Linked DNA regions of Mus musculus: region 1 is linked to region 2. Evidence: chromatin contacts called from public HiCAR-type data. All regions are on one chromosome and are shown on one strand. Each heading gives the region's core, a stretch centred on a gene start, on an enhancer-like site or on the middle of the called end of the contact. The rest is flanking DNA. Distances are from core to core; before and after follow the strand shown.

Region 1 (2,700 bases), core at 122-2,621, 100 kb after region 2:
ATCCGAAGCCAGTAGGCTAAGACGATGCCTCTGGCATGGTCTCAGCTGGCAGATCTGGCATGTTGGTGAAACTTGGATTTTTCAAGATTCTGTAGATTTTTGAGAGAGGGACCCACCTTGGAAATGACCCCTGAACTCACCAGGTAAGTCAGACTAGCCTCAAACTTGCAATCCTTCTACCTCAGTCACCTGACCTCTTGGATTTACAGGCATGTGTCATTATAGCAGGCTCTAGTGGAAACGTTTTAATTCAAGATCTTAAGGAATCTAAGGTGAACTTTCTCTTGTCTTTAAGATGCCAGCAAATACCAATTACGAGCGAGATTTAATTTCCCTTTGGGTGTATGACACAACAATTATCTCTGTGAGTTTGAAAAAAAAAATCCTAACCCAGAACTCTCTGGGTTCATACCAGATAAAGCCCTCAGGAAAAGTTGCCATGGCTGGCATCATGCCCTGACATTCATGCATGATTCAGCACCTCTAGACGACGATTTGGGGCAATCTGTTTTTCCACCCAAGCCAGACTCTTATCTTGCTAGAAGCTGCGGGGATCAGAATCCCAGCTCTCACAGATGGCTGCTTCCTGTGCCACCCATCACCTAGAGACATCCAGAGGCTGCTGCTGCTGGTGCTTCTCAGCCTTCCAGGGGCGTTGGAGGATGGGACGGATCCGGGTGATTGATGCCTGCTTTCTTGCTGATAGAGCCTCTGTTTATAGGTGGGATTAGACTGAGAATTCCTGGGTCAACCACCCACAGATTGTATCAAAAAATAATCAATCCCGTTTGACTGTCTTAACATTTTGGCTATTTTAGTTGTTAAGGCAACCAGATCTGATGAAGTGTTCACTCATCAATTTGATGTTCTGCAATTGTCTGTCATGATTCTGGAGTTGCGGGGATGGGACTGGGGGGAGGTAAAAAAATCAACTGTCAAAATAGTCAATCCAAAACAGTCAATTCTGTCACGAATTTCTCCCTGACACCAGAGATCAACGCTTCTTCCTCCCACGACTTCTTTTTTTCCACCTCCTCCCTTTGGATGCATCCCTCCCACAAGCAGCTTCTCTGCGGTCCTGATGTTGGTAAGCAGGGCAGAGCTGAGGTATTTTAGGTTTGCCATGGCTTACATTTTCCTAAAAGGGTTCCCCTTCCTTTGCTTTGATGCTGATTTTGTTTTTACTAGTGAGCAGCCCTAAAAACATGGGTATATTGTAGATACAAAATATGTTTCTATTAAAGGGGGAATTCAAAAAGACATGTCCTTCATTTTTCTCTTTCAAGATGCATTTTGCTTTCAGGGTGCATGGTTCCAAAGCCAGGGAGAAGCGGCTGGCTTACACAATCCCTTCCTGTCCCTGAGCCTGCTCCAACATCCTTGGAACAGAAGGGCTCTGAATCTGGCCTTGGTGTGAGATGTGGCTGGCTTTCCAAGTTGAGAAATGCGTTCGTAATTACTTTTTATTGCTCTCTCCATTGACTTTGCAGACTCACCAGAACTGGATTGTATTCTACCACACAGTGACCCCCCATCTCAGCCTGACTGCTAATTTAACCCTGGCTTTCTTTCTCCAGAAACATTTGACCTTGTGCAAGAATTTGGCATGGTCTGCTCTCCTCCCACGTCCCAGTAAGAGCAGCATTGGTCTGAGATCATTAGCATGAGTAGGCAGCACTGCAGACTGCCGCCCGCCAGCATAGGGCTCCAGCTGGTACAACAGTACCCCCTTTTCTGGGCAAAAGGGCAGTGGCCACTGTTTGCCAGGAGACCTTGTCCAACATTTTGCTTCAAGATGGTGCTGCCAGCAATGTAGACTGAGCCAATTTGCTCCTTCCTTTGATAAAATGTATAGAAAAAAAATGTAGACTCAGTGAATCATCCTTGGTTTATATACCGAAGCCTGTATTTCAAACACTTCTGCTGATTTTTTTTCCCCAATGAAGAAGGATACACTGTGTTAATTAAGAATCTGGAAAGGGTCACTAGGAAACTAGGAGTTCCTTAACCCACTTAAGAGAACAATCTTTGCAATCATTTAAGACGCCCATGTCTTCCTTCCGTTCATAAGCTGATTACATGCCACTTTTATCTCCCCATTAATTAAGCAGCCAAGGACAAATACTGGATAAGATTTCATAAGGGAAATATTGTCATACAAGTTCTTAAAAATAGTACTTCTTCAGGTCTTCAGGAAGGAATTCATAGTTTCGTGTTTTCTTTCACTCAGCTCCCTGAATGATTCAGGTTTCACATAAGCCTGGGAATATACATACCTAGAGCTTATAAGCTATGTCTTCATAAAATGCATTTGTTGACAGGGATTTGGTACAGACCTAGAAATGCATTAGGTTGAGATGGTAACATAAACAGTGGCCAGAAACCTCAACTCTAGGCATATACAGTACATTCAATGCAACTCAGTACACAAAAGGAGATATATATATGTATACATATGTGTATATATATGTAGATAGATAGATAGATAGATAGATAGATAGATAGATAGATAGATAGATAGATACATAGATAGATACATAGATAGATACATAGATAGATACATAGATAGATACATAGATAGATACATAGATAATCCTTTCCATTACTCTCTTTATTGGGAAAGGGAGAGAAAACATTTATATGGGTAGCAACTGTATAAGCTAAAGGTCTAAGGCCTTCACTTGAGTTACTTTGTGGTCA
Region 2 (2,700 bases), core at 148-2,647:
TCAACCCACTCTCCTCCCTGCAAATCTCGTTGCTGTATTCATGAGATACAGCATGGAACTCTTTGTGTTTTAAGACTCAATGGGTTTAACCAGGGCCATCTAAGTGACCATGAGTTTGGAATGGTCTACTGGAGCCCGACAGGCTCATGAGTATTTATTCAGCTGAGGGAATGCCTCTCCAGGGCTCAGAATCTTTCCTTAGCCATTTCTTTGATGGAAGGGATCCAGGCCTCTTGGGTCCCCCTCCCCCCCCATCAGCACCTGGCTTCTGACAGGCCCAGTCTTGTTGAGGTGTACTGCAGGCAAGTGTAATTGCGTTGGGTTCATGGTTAGAATGTGTGTAGCATGCCCAGAAGATAGCAGTCATGTAGCTCTGGTTTCTGTCGTCCACCCCTTATCTTCCTTCTGCCCTTTCTTCCCCAGTGTTCCCTGGGCCTCAATGGGGGATGGGGTAACTGCCTCATTTATAGCTGAGCACTTACTTCTCCCTGTTACTTGAGTTCAGTTTACGTAACTTAAGAATGACTGCATTTTTCTCCCAATCTCCTGCCTAACTGTGTGATACACTCCATAGCTGCTTCTTTCTTCATTCCCACCACTCCAAATTCTTCCTTGCCTACTTTCTCTCTTCTTTTGAAACCTGTCCCTCCTATCCCTATGTTTCTAGTTGTTTGTAATTTAACCTCTTCTAATTCTAGTGGTAATGTGATGTGTATGTCTGGCCTGGTGGCTGCACTTTTCCAGTTTGAGAAAGCCTGGTCTTCATTAGCGTTAGACGCTTGCTGAGTCTGCACGGGCAGGGTAGGGGAACTTGGCTGTCTTGGGCGTGCCTCTGTGTGCTAGCCAGTTGGGTTTCTGTGGAATCCTATAAGCCCTAACACTGTTTCTCGGCAGTCCAGAATGACTGGGAAATTACTCTGCATTGCTCCTGCCTTAAAACTACATTGTGTATTCCGCTGTGGCTCTCGGAGTGCTTACACTGTTTAAAAAACCTGGAAGCTTGGAGTTCTCAAACTGAGATGGGTGGGGTAGGAAATTGTGCCTAGGAAAAGAATCCTGAGTTGTTGAGAGACTATTTCTGGTCACGTTTTCCTGTTCTTGGGACACAGGCTATGTGTTAAGACCTGCTTTCCTTGCTCTCTATGGCTCCCTGAACTGGTTTTACAAGGAAGTTTTCTTTTCTTTTTTCTTGTCTTTTTTTAAAACCAGTCTAATGTTGTTCTTTTCCCTCTTGTCATTTAGTTCCTGCCCTCTATTATTGCATCTTCATTAGCTAATCTGTGCAGAAGCAGTAAAGGTTGCAACTCAAAACACCAGGGAGGAATACACAGAGGGAGGAGCCCTGGTTTGGTTTGAAACTACCAATCTGGGGTAGCTCTAAGCTCGAGGGAGGGAGGGAGGGAGGGGGCGTTGAAGGGCTCATGCTTTGTTGTAGCGTGCTAGCTGCCTAGAGCTTTGAGGACTGGGAATATGAGAGAAAGGAAGAAAAGGCTGCTCAGTTCGGAACAAGGAGAGTGTGTTGAGAGAGGGGAAGTCACTCGTTGCCCTATTCTGGCCATCCCAGCTGGGAAGGAGAAAGAGATGGTACCCTGGTAACAGTGAGTAGTTGACAGCCTCTCTTCAACATGAGGTATGACAGGTATCTGACATGAGAGAGGCATGTGCACATGAGTGAGTCTATTTTTTTTTATTTGCTGTAGGCATCTCTTTGCTTTTCTCCTGTCAATGCATTTAATCAAGAGTCCTCTGTAGTTTTCAAGTAGACCATCAAAGCTACAACTCCTGCACTGGAGTCTCTAGTACCTTCTGGCTTTAGTCCTGAACATGTATGTTATCTTAAAATTAAGTATTATATTGCTTTATGTATCTTATTGGTTGCATTTATGCTTTTATTTATACCAGCTTCCAACCAGAGGACTATCCAACCTCCTAGGGTAAGTCCAAGTTTATGAAATTAATTAAAAGCAGTTGTTTGGTGGATTAAAATGAGGGGTTGGAACATTGGACTGTTTGGTTCTATGCTTAATGTGACATCAAATTAAGGCAATGCTGAAGTCATTTCAGGGCCTGTGTATGAATAGGTCTGTTTGTGTCATAAGATTTACCTTGAGGCATTTAAGTACTGATGAGACAGAAGTGTCCCTGTAAGTTTGTACTCCCTATGTAGATGCAGAATCTATGAGGGGGAATATAATTATCTCTTCCATCAGCAGGAAGCTGATTCCACTGTGTCTCCCCATCTGTTGGATTTGTGTGATGTGAGTTTATAGAGTGACAGTTTTGAGCACGACATTAAGGAAGAAAAGTTTGTGTTAAATTGACTTCCTTAAAAAGTATAGTCTGTAAGGTATATGTTGTTGAAGAGATCCATTCCAAATAATGACCTACGATTTTATCAGCATTTTTCCTTCCTAAAGGTTTTATTGTATTTGAATACCTCCATAAGGTCTTTGGGAAAATTCTAAGAAAAAGATCAAATTCAGGAGGAAATGTATGAGAAAAAAAATTACTGTATAAACTCACCATGGTGACAGACCTGAGAGTTCTTACATGGAATTAAGATCTGAAGTGGGAGTATATTGGACTCAGCTTCCTGTCCACAGTGACTGGCAGATAACTCTGGCAGCCTCTAAGGACACGCCCAAAGGGCGGGCTTGGGAGAATGTGTTAATTCACCTCTGCCTCTTATTCTGAGGAGAC

Evidence for each region. HiCAR-type assays count read pairs that join an accessible place to other places.
Region 1: a HiCAR-type map of fibro-adipogenic progenitors shows a contact between it and region 2, with 2.9 times the contacts expected there. The contact joins two enhancer-like sites. A contact is called at or near these places in 1 of 15 datasets of contacts at CTCF or cohesin (CD8 T cells), 4 of 484 Hi-C or Micro-C datasets (cerebral cortex, forebrain, nephron progenitors and 1 more) and 2 of 115 datasets of contacts at active chromatin or transcription factors (embryonic stem cells and fibro-adipogenic progenitors).

What each region holds. Positions count from the first base shown.
Region 1 is chr16:50,009,215-50,011,914 of GRCm38.p6, forward strand. No RefSeq gene overlaps it. Among named protein-coding and RNA genes, the nearest start is that of Gm6936, 30 kb to the left of the region's middle. Within about 2 kb of position 1,372, at least 72 of the 459 cell types and tissues checked have an H3K27ac peak or open chromatin away from gene starts, as enhancers often do. A contact at or near this core is called in cerebral cortex and fibro-adipogenic progenitors, where this site is marked.
Region 2 is chr16:49,904,879-49,907,578 of GRCm38.p6, forward strand. Cd47 (CD47 antigen (Rh-related antigen, integrin-associated signal transducer)) reads left to right here. Exons shown (of 9, transcript NM_001368415.1): 8 at 1,903-1,934. Among named protein-coding and RNA genes, the nearest start is that of Gm19723, 50 kb to the right of the region's middle. Within about 2 kb of position 1,398, at least 133 of the 459 cell types and tissues checked have an H3K27ac peak or open chromatin away from gene starts, as enhancers often do. A contact at or near this core is called in cerebral cortex and fibro-adipogenic progenitors, where this site is marked.